Linked DNA regions of Mus musculus: regions 1 and 2 are each linked to region 3. The links are chromatin contacts, called in public Hi-C and promoter capture Hi-C maps. All regions are on one chromosome and are shown on one strand. The core of a region is the stretch at or near the end of the contact, and the rest is flanking DNA. Distances in the headings are between cores, read along the strand shown. Region 1 holds the start of Cd2 (CD2 antigen). Region 2 holds the start of Tent5c (terminal nucleotidyltransferase 5C). Region 3 holds the start of Phgdh (3-phosphoglycerate dehydrogenase).

Region 1 (3,812 bases), core at 527-3,026, 2.9 Mb after region 3:
TCTAACAGTGAGAACACGGCCACTTCTGGCCAGGCCCGTTTCCTTATAGGTGGATAGAAGCTTGTAATTTAAAGTTCTCAGGATTGCCAAAGAAAACCAGGCTACCTAACAAGCACCTGACTTCTCTCCAGTAGCCATGGTCACCGCAGTGACAGAGTACATGAATAGGCTATACAGGGTTCGATACGATGAGTGGTCGTTCTCATTCCCACCCCGTTTCTGGGACATTCTCTCTAGATAAAGTTACAGGATTTGGGTCTGGGAAGAGTTGTGCACAGAGGAGCTAACAGGGGGCCCTGGAGAGAGGTTGGTGTTAGGCCCAGGTGCTGAGTATTGGACAGGAAGGACACCCACGGGGGGATGAGGGGAGCCCTTTCTATAGTGACATTTCCTGTGTGAAGCTCAGAATGTTTGTGTGCTCCCTGAATGGCTGATCTATTCTGCACAAGGCATTCTCAGCTTTCTCCGCAAGCCAAGGGCAGGCTTTCTCCTCTCACCCATTGGTGTGAGCTGCCAGTTTGTCCCTGGACTTTCAGCTTCGACAGCATCCCAGGCTTCGTTTTCTTCTTTCTCACCCACCCAAGCTTCTTCACTTCCTCCTCACCCCCACACCCGGCATGTTTGCACCCTTCCTCATCTCCCTGGCACCCTTTACTCCAGGCCAATGACTATCAATGACAACTCTTCTCACTAGAAGCTCTTGGAACGCTATAGATCCCACTGGCACACATACTCCATGCTGCCAGGAGCCTGGGCATGAGTCACTTCTTACAGCTCACTTGCTGGTTCTCACCAAGACTAAGACCACCTGCTTGGCTTCGCTTGGATGACAGGAGAGGACTCCTGGTTGGTCTTCTCCTGTTGCTCTTCAGTATCATGCCCTCTCATCATACCCTGGCTTAAACATAGCTCTCCAGACAAGAGGCTCACTGCTCCTAGGCACCCTCTGACATCCTGTCTAGCTACAGCTTCATCGGCCACCAAGGATGTCCATGTCTTTTCTCTGCTAACCTGTCTTCTTTCTGATTAATGCCTGTCTGTCACCTGGGAGTCTTTGTACAACCCCACAGCCACCCAAAGAGAGAATGAAAGGCAGACAGGCTTTAGAGCCACCCTCACCCACTGGAGTCTTCATTGTGGGCCACACAGGTAACATTGGATGGGGATGCTACAGAAAGGCTGCTCCCCAACTTTCTACATAGCAGCCGTCCTAAAATGAAAACCTTTAGGGAATGGAGACTTACCCAGAATCCTCACGTCCAGGTCCTTCTCCAGCCTAGTCATCCCATTTGTGCCATACACCATTACATTATAGGTGCCACTGTCGTTTCTCATCATCGGCTTCTTTATCTTCAGGGATCCGTTTGCTAAGACCTCATACGTTTCTGATATCAAAAAAGGTGGCTTCTTCCTTTTAAACTCTGCGACCAGGGTGCCCCTCCTTACCCATCGCACCTCATCAATATCATCAGTCATTTGAAAGTTGGGGATGTTCAGGGTGATGCCATGACCCAAGACACCCCAGATGGTCTCATTGTCTCTGCAGTCCGCCCCTGTAAAAAAGTAAGATGGTTTCTGAGGTCTCGGGACTACGGAGGATCTCCCTCTTCGCCTCTAATGTCCACTCCAAGGTCTCCGGAAGAGCTCCACGCGAATGCTTACCTTTGCCGGAAAGGCTGAAGAGCAGAAAGAAGCTACCCAGGAATTTACATTTCATCTTTAGAGTTCTTTTCCCAGGGGTGACTCTGAGTTCTTTCTGTCAGGACTGTGGTGAGGCTGGCAGAAGCCACACCCAGCAACCTGAACCACGTGTCTTTCATGCCTGCTGTTCACAGTAGGGGAGGGGGAGGGGGAGAGGGAGAGGTAGAGATGGGGAAGGAGAGAGAGAGAGACAGAGACCCTATCAAAACGACTCATGCATTTGCTGCCCTCCTTAACCGAAATAGGTGTCTGTGTCACATTTTAATCTTTACAAAAACAGCTTAGGGTGTTGGGTTTTAGCACCCCACCAGAGGAAGAAGAGGAACTGGGAGGTCAGTTGCCATAGCTACCCTTTTGTAAACAAGGGCTTAAACATAGCTGGCCACTCAGCTGTGCTGCCTTCAACAGGACCAAGTAGACTCACCGGCAAAAGGTCATAGGAATAGAATTCAGATATGTATATTTGGGAAGGATTGGGAGGCGTGGCCTTGTTGGAGGTGCGTCACTGAGGGTAGGCTTAGAAATCTTTAAAGCCCTTGTGGTCCTGTTAGCTCTCTCTCTCTCTCTCTCTCTCTCTTCCCTCTCCCCTTCCCCACTCTGTCTATCTGTCTGTCTCCTGCTGTGGATAGGAATGTAAAACCCCCCCAGCTACTGCTCCAGCGCTATGCTTCATGCCTGCTGCCATACTCCCGGCCATGCTGGCCATGGACCTGTAAGAGCACAGTAGATTCTTCCTTCTCTAAGTTGCCTTGGTCATGATGGTTTGTCACAGCCATTGAAAAGTGACTGCAACACCCATGAACGCCATGCCTGAAGAGGCCAGAGGAGTCCATCGATCTCCTGGAATTTAAGTTACAGATGGTTGTGAGCTGCCTCGTGGGTGCTGGGAATAAAACCTGGGTCTTCCGGAAGAGCAGCCTGAGCTCTTAAGTACCAAGATATCTCTCTTGTCCTAAGACTATAAAAAAATAGTGAACAGGGATACAAGGACTAATGTCCCTAAAAAGACAACAGAGAGGTCACGTGAGCAAGAGATACAGTGAACATATAGTCTTTTGATTCTTTAGAATTCAGTGAGAAAAGGTCTTCAAAATCACGGTTTTTCCATTTCAGATGCTTAACAACAGCCACAACAGTGCATTTCAGTTGAGTTAAAATATTAATTCCAAGGGGGGAAAAATCCAAGTGAAATAAGACTTAACAGGAAACATAAAAGAATTCCTATTCTTGAGTATGGAAAATCTTCCTATATGTATTGCACAATTCAGAAATAGTAAAGATGGACGTTAGAGGCCACATAAAAATCTAGAATCTATGCATGTACAAAGAGCTATTAAATGTGTGAGAAGTCAAGCCAAGATATTTGCAATGTGTGCAAACTGTTACTATCTAAGATGTCAGCATCATTTCTTGTCTTCCCTTTGGGGTGTTGAGGATGGAAACTTGAACATGCTAGGCAGGCACTCAACCACTGAGCTACATCCACAGTCAAAGGTATACATAGTTTTTAATCAATCACTAACAAAACCATTTTAAAAATGGGGGAAAATTATTGATTTAACAAAGAAATACTGTGTGTGTGTTAACATGCATGTGTGTGTGCGTGTGCGTGTGCATGTGTGTACATGTGTATTCACCCCAACATGGATCACATTGCTTTTAAAACGAAAACCTTGTTTGCATAAAGGATGCCTAAGACATCCCTTTCTGAGAAACAGCATGCAGCTGTCTCTGCTGCTAAGTTCTAGTCACTGGCCACCTGGCTGCCAGCCCTGGGGAGAGAAAGCACACACCAGCCTCTGCTTTGGGCCAGTCTTGCCCCCTCTTCCTCTCACTCTCCTGTAATCCCCATGCTCTCAGGAGCCTTGCTCTCCTCCCCTGATTTGCAAGGCTAACACTGCCCTTTCTGCATCCACTTCAGTTCTGAAGGAGGAGTCAGCTTCAAAGGGGGACCATGGAGGAGGAGGGCGGACAGGTCTGACTCTGTAGGACGTAAAACTTTCCTAGGTAATATATATATATACATACACACACACACACACACACACACACACACACACATATTAAAAAATTGAAAAGCTAGGTAATAAAAAAGGCAAATTACCGACAAC
Region 2 (4,056 bases), core at 1,172-3,671, 2.1 Mb after region 3:
TAGAAGAGAGAGGAGAGAGTGTCCAGGAGGCCAGGAAAGAGATAAGAACCCCCTAGCCATCATCTTAACTCTTAGCCCATCTCTGCTTCTACAGCTTTTCTTAATAATATAGGCTGTCCTTCTTCCATGGCTGATTCTACGACAGCATAGCATAGAAGAGAGATAGAGACAGGGTACTACTTAGTAGATGAAGCTGGGAAGGGAGGGCAGGAGGGAGGGAGGGAGAAAGGAAACATTCAATGCAGCTTTCCAGTTTTGTTGCAGCTGAGCCTAACTAATAGTACAACAGGGCTCAACAGTCCCCTTTTAAATTGCTTTCATTGCTGAGTGGTTCCTGGACTTTCCCATGGGCAATGCAAAGCAAGTATAATCTGCCTGCCCTTGGACACTGGGGGATGCATCCCCACTGGGGTTGGTGATGGAGGGCAGAGGCTGGAAGTCCTGCAGAAAGCTTGGTAGCTATACTTGCAGCAGAGCTGGAAAAGCTGGAGAGCGAGCCCTTGGCACTCCACTCACACTCAGACCAACAGGCCAGGAGCCAAGTCCTCCCTTCTGAGTTCACAAACTTAATCTCTAGATACAAGGTAGGTATTATGGGAGAAACTCAGACTAAAGAGTGTGACTGTTTGTTCTAGGTGCACACACTAAAGTTACTCATAAAACTTCGGGACCTTTCTTTTAGTAACAGTCTAGAGATCGCTCAACAACCCCCACAATTTTAACTATAGTAAGCAACATCCTGTGCAGATCCTGGGACAATTATTCCACACATCGAACTCTCCATCTAAAAGCTTCTTAAACCAAAGTGTCTCTTCAGAGAGAAGGTTTCAGCTGTCCGATCCGGATACTAAGATACTAAGCCCTCCATCCCCACAAACAAGGCCAGCAGAGGACAGGACCACTGGTGGTCCAGCTGTAGCAGCTGGGAGAGAAAAGTGGCTCTTCGTTACTCCTCACCCCACACCCTTCGACTGCGGGGTAAGATGTGGAAAAACAATCACACCTCTGGTGACTTCCAGCAAGATAGAATTCTTGGTAAGCCTTCCTACCACCCTCTTGGCTGCCTGGCTAGCTTTCTGGCTCCCTCGCTGCCTTGCCAAGCAAATTACAGTGGAAGTTGTTGTAGCCAGCAATGGCCACCGTCACCCTCCTTCCCAGAGTAGCGGGGCAGCTGGGGACCTAATTTAGGAGGATTTGACCATCTTAACTTTATTTCCAGAACACCAAACTCGTCATAATTCAAACTATTACATACACAGCTATTCTTAAAAAATCAGTAAGTCTATTAAATCTTTCGTTGTAAGCACTTTATCCTCAATTGAGGGAGGGGCTTAAGACTTGGGTCCGGGCTCTGAACGGTTTCTCCACATTAAAGGTTGAGAGGAGAGAAAAGAGGCCTAGACCACCTAGGGATGACAATCGATGCTGGTGGAAGTTTTGCGTTCTTGAAAAACCAACTAGGCATTTCCTCACCAGCCCTCCAGGACTTTGCGGTCTCCTGCCCTCCAGCCTGCCCGCGCTAGGTGTAAAGGCTACCAGCTGGTACTGCAGGTTCCTCAACTTCTTCCTATGGAGAAGGCTCTCACCCTCCTCGCAAACTGCGCTAAAGAAGTTCCCTGACCCGGACGATCCGGGAGCCGCGCCTCTAAGCCACCGACAGCACCGCTATCAGAGTCAACGGACTGACTACATGGCTTTCAGCCTACGCAGTAAGCGACTTTCGATCCCCAAAGGGGAGGAACCAGGTTTCACAGCCGCTGAATTCTCGAGAAGTTTCCGAGAGACGCGCAGCTTCGATCATTTGGCCGCGCTGGGTGTCCACAGTCCCAAAGGGAGAAGGATCTCAGCCGCCATCCCGGGCACCGAGCCCAGGAAACTGCCCTCCCCTCGCCGGCCAGGCTTTAGCCCCGACCGCTGCGTCTTCATCTGCGCCGCCAAAACCGCGGGGTTCAAAATCGCCCGGGTTCCGGGCTCGGTGTGCGCGCCACAGGGGCGCAGCTCAGAGCCGGAGCACCGACTAGGTGCAGGGAAAGAGCCCCCTACACTCCGGCTGCCGGGGCAGCAGGAACTCGCCCAAGTTTGCCAAAGCCCGGCCACGGTCTCCGAAAAGTTTGCCTCCTTCACAGAGGAAAGTTTGCGTGAGGGACGCGGGAGCCAGGCGGGTCCTGACACCTGCTGGCATCTCTCCTCCATCCCCGGGGCATGCCACCAGGCTCTGCCGGGACTGACCCTAAGCGGGAAAGCGCGGCCCCCCCCGCCCCCCCCGCCCCGGAGGACCGCAGCAGCATCCTCCCACCTGCGGAGGAGGGGAGTGTGGACTCACCTGGGCGTTGGAAGAGGAGGTGACTGAGGCAGGTGGTTGGCGTGGGCAGCCCCCAGCAGGAGCGGAGCGGAGACTGCGGCCCCTAGACAGCTGCGGCGAGTGAGCGGTCCGGCCGCCGCCCCCTCCGATCTTAACCGGCCTGACCACTCCCCCGCGCCTCCCCGCCCCTGCCCCCGCCCCGCGGCCGGCCTCCCGGGGGAGCCAGGGCGGGGCGCGCCGGCCGGGGCCCCGCGGGATCCTTGCGCCCCGCGCTGACGGCGGGGGGCCGGACGAACGCCGCCCTCTGATTGGCTCCTCGGGTCAATGGTTGCCGAGAGACGAGTAAACCTCGGGCGGCGCAAAGGGGCGGGGTGACCAAGAGGCAGCGTTGCGCAGGCGCAATAGAGAGGTGCTTTGTGGGCGGCGAACTAACTTTGGGGTTGAGGGCACAATTTTCCTCTGTCCTCTCCGCTCCACTCTGCCGTCTTCTTTAGCTTTCCCTTGCCTAGACTGTCCTTCCCTCTACCCCGCTTGCTCCCTGGCGGGCGCGTCTTCTTTCAAACTTTTAGGCGCTCCTCGCCCCAGTGCTCTCTGGTTTCCGGGAGCCGGGAGTGGAAGCCCACGCCTGCCTCGCGCGGTGTTTGTGAAGTCGGAAAACTCTTAGGTGGGCCCTGGAAAAATCTTTCTGATTCCTCGAACAAATTGGCTGGAGGTGAGGTCGTGGTCCTGGGGGGAAGGAAGCAGCTGTGGCCGCGCGGACCACCTGTGTGCAATTGGCGATCCCGGGAAGCTATCGCCAAAGCCTTAAGCACAGCAGCTCAGCTCTCCAGAGAGCAGCGCTGGTCTTTGCTGCTTGTTACTGCTCGCAGGTGTGGGACACACACACACACACACACACACACACACACACACACACACACACACACTCACTCACTCACTCACTCACACACACATAGTTGATGGCTCACACACACACACACACACACACTCACTCACTCACTCACTCACTCACACACACATAGTTGATGGCTCCGCTGTGGAACTCTCCTTCACCACTTAATTACCCGGAAGGCCTTGCAAGAAGCTATTGTGGTTTGGTCTTTATTTTAAGACAATGCCTCCTGAACCCCAGACAGGCCTCTAAGTAGCCTTGGCTCACCTTTAACTGATCCACCTCTGTGCACCTCCCAACTGCTGGGATTATAGGCGTGGTCTACCACGCCCAGCTTTACTGACCGTCTTGACCTATCCTCCAAAAACACTATTTCCCATCTGTATTATGGGAGGAAGGACGAGATAACCGTGAGATCAATATTATGGAAATAGCTATTAATCATGCACTGCTTGCTAAAAAGTTCATGCCAGGTACTAAATAAATCAGAAAGCAGTCGTTAATAAACACTTGTTGAGTTTCGTTTGACCCTCTCCTGGGTACTGGGGCCTAGATGGCTTCCCGAATCGGTGCTCTCTTCTGCCCTCTCCACCTCTGTGGAGCGTGAGTATCCGTATCCAGCAGTGTCTGCTAGGCTATGAAGAGTTCTCACACATGCACATGCTTTCTCTGGTAGGGGAGGCGAATTCCCAAAACTAAAACAGTGTAAGACATCAGTATGAGAACTTACATGTTCTTGAACACAAATTCAGGATATATGGCCAGCTTTTTTGTTGATAATGTGAGCCCTTTCTGATCTCACAGTGTCTTTTATTGTGTACAAAATGATGGGTGTGTGTACTCACAGAGCTGTCACCCAGAA
Region 3 (3,528 bases), core at 371-2,870:
CATTCTGTAGCTCGGGCTGGTCTTGAACTCGGAGATAATCAAACTCAGCCTCCTTCATACTAGGCATGAGCCAGCCAGCTCATTTTCACTTTTCTTGTTCTTTCTGAGACAGAGAAAAGACTACTCTGTGTAGTCCTGGCTGTCCTCGAACTCACGGAGATCCACCTGCCTCTGCCTCCTGAGTGCTGGAATTAAAGGTATGTGCCATCTCCACCTAGCTCTTTCAAGCTTCTTAAAGACCAGGCCTAGAAAAAGTCTGCGAATAAGGGCTGCTGGGCACGTGGCTATTAGCTCGGTAGAGGAAAAGGGATTGGGGGCGGGGAAGGGTCTTGGGAGAAATAGACAAGCGAGCTCAGAGAGTTTCCAGGGTTGCAAGAACAACCCCGCTTGGTCTCTGCGGTTTGAGGCCTCAGCCTGAGCAGGAAGACTGGTACATTCCTCCTGGCTGCAGGCCCTAAGCGAGCACGTGGAACTTTGGGGGTGGGGCAGTACAGCTGGGACGAGACAGCATACCTGGATGGATTAGATCTACAGGAAGGGCAGGAACTGAAGTGCTCACAAAGCAGAAACCCCTTCCTTACGTCTGAACAAAGTCACCCGATTTACACAAGCTTTTCAAATAAGTGAAAGACTTTTAAGTTTTATAACGATTAGAGGTTTGCTCCGAAGACTTCGTAGAAGTAACCTGTCCCAACTGCGCTTGGAACAGGATTCTGATGTAGTGAAGTCGGGCCTGATCGGCAATGAAGCCAATGGTGGAGGTTGACTCCCGGCGGCGGCCGCGTGGGCGGCGCGGGGCTCCGGCTGCACCCCCGGGCCGCCCGGAATCCTGCGAGCGCTCCCCGGGGCGGGGGAAAGAGCGCCAAGGTCTTGCATCAGACAAAAGGCGGTGCGAGTCCGCTGCCACAAATGCCACGGGACCCGCAGGAGCAGAGCCAGCGCCCCGCGCCCCCTGCCCCCACCCCAGGAGTCTGCACTGAGCAGGGATGGTGTGCGTGTAGCACCCCGAGCCGGGAGCTCGCAGCCTGGGTCGCCAGGCACGAAAGCTCCAGAGAGGTTCTGGCATTCGAGAGAGGTTCTGGCATCCCGCAGGACCAGATGGAGCAGCTGCACTTTGCAGCGCCGGCAAGAAACACGCGGTAGCAAAAAGCACAAAAAGTTTGCATTCTGCACCTCCAGGCCATTCGTTCCTCTCTGCTTTTCCTCCCTCCCACTGCTGGTCCCGAATCTCCGGAGGCCCCGGGACCAACTGATAAGATAGGGGAGGACAGCCCTGGAACCACTGGGGTCAGCGGGTTTGGCCATAAAGATGCCCGGTGATTACGCTTGTGTCCGGCTCGCCTTACCTGGAGTTCAGCTATCAGCTCCTCCTTGCTCAAGTTCTGCTTCTCCACCACCTGCAGCCCTCCATCTTGCAGGATCTTCCGGCAGCAGGGGTCCAGGCTGTCACTGATGAGTACTTTGCGCAGATTTGCGAAGGCCATTGCTAGAGTCAGGCCTTAGAATCAGTTGCTGTGGGTGGGCAGAAGCACTTAGTTCAGGAAACTGCAAGCAGGGCTGGCTCCGGTGACTGGGCAGGGTTCTCGATCTCCCGCTCCCCCTTTATCCTCCCCCTCCTCGCGCCAACAGTCTCCTTTTGATTGGTCAGAAATGCTTAAACTCTGCTGACTCCGCCTCCCCGGGCAGAGCCTCCCACACATTTTTTTTTTTTTTTTTAAATCCTACACAGACTACACTTCCAGCAGTGAAGCCCTTACCTGCCCCGGGTGAGCTTTAACACGCACGATTTATGCCAGCAGGCTGATTTATATTGGAAATAAACAGAAATACGCTGTCTCCACGAGGGAATTAAATCTCATAGTAACTTCTTTCCTCTTAAAGACCATTTATTGGCTGGGTATTTATAACTCCTAGTTGAGCATAATTAGACTGAGTAAGGCCACGGGTTCGATTCTCAGCAACGCACACACACACACACACACACACACACACACACACACACACACACCGTTAGGAGATTAAGGAACAAGGTGTGTGTGTGTGTGTGTGTGTGTACATAAGAGTTGGTTCTTGCCTTCCACCAATCCCAGTGGGAGATGAGAGACAAGTCTGGGAAAGGCAAGGGCTTCTTATTCCTTACCCCCCAAAAGACTTTAAGATTAAATCTAGATACAGTAAGGGCCATGAATGAGGCTGGAGGACCACTTGAACCCAGGAGTTCCAGGTCAGCCCCAGATGGGAGTCAGGGAGGGGGAGAGAAGTACAAGGGTGGTAGTGGTTTTAGTCTTTAGAAGTTAGATGATTACTTTTTTTTTTTTTAGAAGGGATTAAATCTGTTAGGTAAATTCAGCCTTGATTATATTATATAAATAACACCCCTTACTATTATACCTCACAATCTTAACATCAAATGTAAGTAAGAGAGTCTCTTTCAGAACTATGTACTGACAAGTCCTCTGCCTGTGCTGTTACCTCCATCCACAAAACAGGAACCCTGGCCTTCTTGGAAGAACTGGGGAAGTAGTTCTGCCCTTTCCTCTAGACTTTCCTTCCTTTCCCTTCTCTGGCCCAGCCCCTTGGGAAAAGAGAGACTTCAGCAGCCACAGCAGGCCAGCTCGGATGCCCTTGGCTCTCCGGATAAGAGTAACAGTAACAGGGTTCATAGGGACCGGAGGAGAGCAGCCGACTTAATTTTCTATTTGGAGACCAGTGGTGAGCCCCAAACCTGCACAGTGAGAAGTAAAGCAGATAATTTTTCGGGTAGAATATCAATGATCCAGCGGGGGTTGATTTCCAGCTTCTTAAACAAACAAACAAAAAGAAGAAGAAGAAGAGGAAGAAGAAGAAGAAGAAGAAGAAACGGACTCTGAAAGTATCTCTCCAGGCTTTTGCTTTCTTCTCCGTAACGTGAGCCTGACAGTAGGGAAGTGTCCGATGTGGGGATGAGATAAGAAAGACATCTTGGGGATTAGTGTGCCCTGCACCCCTTCACTCTAAGCCAGTCAGCTGACATGTCAGGTGGCGGGTATCCTTTGAGACACTGTGGAGAACCCTGGAATTGAAACTTTAATGGAGAAAAATCCCCGTGCCAATCCCGCACGATGACACCCGTCTGTGATCTCAGCACTTGGGACGTAGATTTCCAGGGAGATCAGAGCCGAATCAAAATTGATTCCAGGCTATCCTAGGCTACCAGAGATTTTGTCTAGAACAATAAAACAAGAGATGATTTCCTGTTGTCTGTGAGCCCTTGAGCTGGGGTTGGCAGCCCTGGTGAAGATCTCTGGCCTGTTAGGAGAGACTTCATTGATGTGCCTATGACCTTACAACCTGGCCCCAGGTCAAAGAGAGAAGCCCCACACAGGGGATTACAGTGACCCCACCCTTCTTCACTGAGTAGACTTTTCTGGGTTCCTGTACATTCTTATTGGCTATGGCATCAGTGTTCATGAACACACCCTACCTATCCTCATTGAGAACTCAATTACGTAAGATCTAATGTGCTACTGGACACATTCTAGTATCATG

Evidence for each region. Promoter capture Hi-C pulls out the DNA fragments that hold promoters and counts their contacts. A called contact is a pair of places that touch in the nucleus more often than the background predicts.
Region 1: a Hi-C map of B cells shows a contact between it and region 3, with 5 read pairs. The contact joins the promoter of Cd2 here to the promoter of Phgdh in region 3. A contact is called at or near these places in 1 of 39 promoter capture datasets (pre-B cells) and 1 of 484 Hi-C or Micro-C datasets (B cells).
Region 2: a promoter capture Hi-C map of embryonic stem cells shows a contact between it and region 3, with 5 times the contacts expected there. The contact joins the promoter of Tent5c here to the promoter of Phgdh in region 3. A contact is called at or near these places in 1 of 39 promoter capture datasets (embryonic stem cells) and 1 of 484 Hi-C or Micro-C datasets (B cells).

What each region holds. Positions count from the first base shown.
Region 1 is chr3:101,286,163-101,289,974 of GRCm38.p6, forward strand. Cd2 (CD2 antigen) reads right to left here and starts at 1,777. Exons shown (of 5, transcript NM_013486.2): 1 at 1,663-1,777; 2 at 1,245-1,553. The coding sequence starts at 1,717.
Region 2 is chr3:100,486,771-100,490,826 of GRCm38.p6, forward strand. It overlaps Tent5c (terminal nucleotidyltransferase 5C), which reads right to left and starts at 2,422. Exons shown (of 2, transcript NM_001142952.1): 1 at 2,324-2,422.
Region 3 is chr3:98,338,349-98,341,876 of GRCm38.p6, forward strand. Phgdh (3-phosphoglycerate dehydrogenase) reads right to left here and starts at 1,621. Exons shown (of 12, transcript NM_016966.3): 1 at 1,347-1,621. The coding sequence starts at 1,484.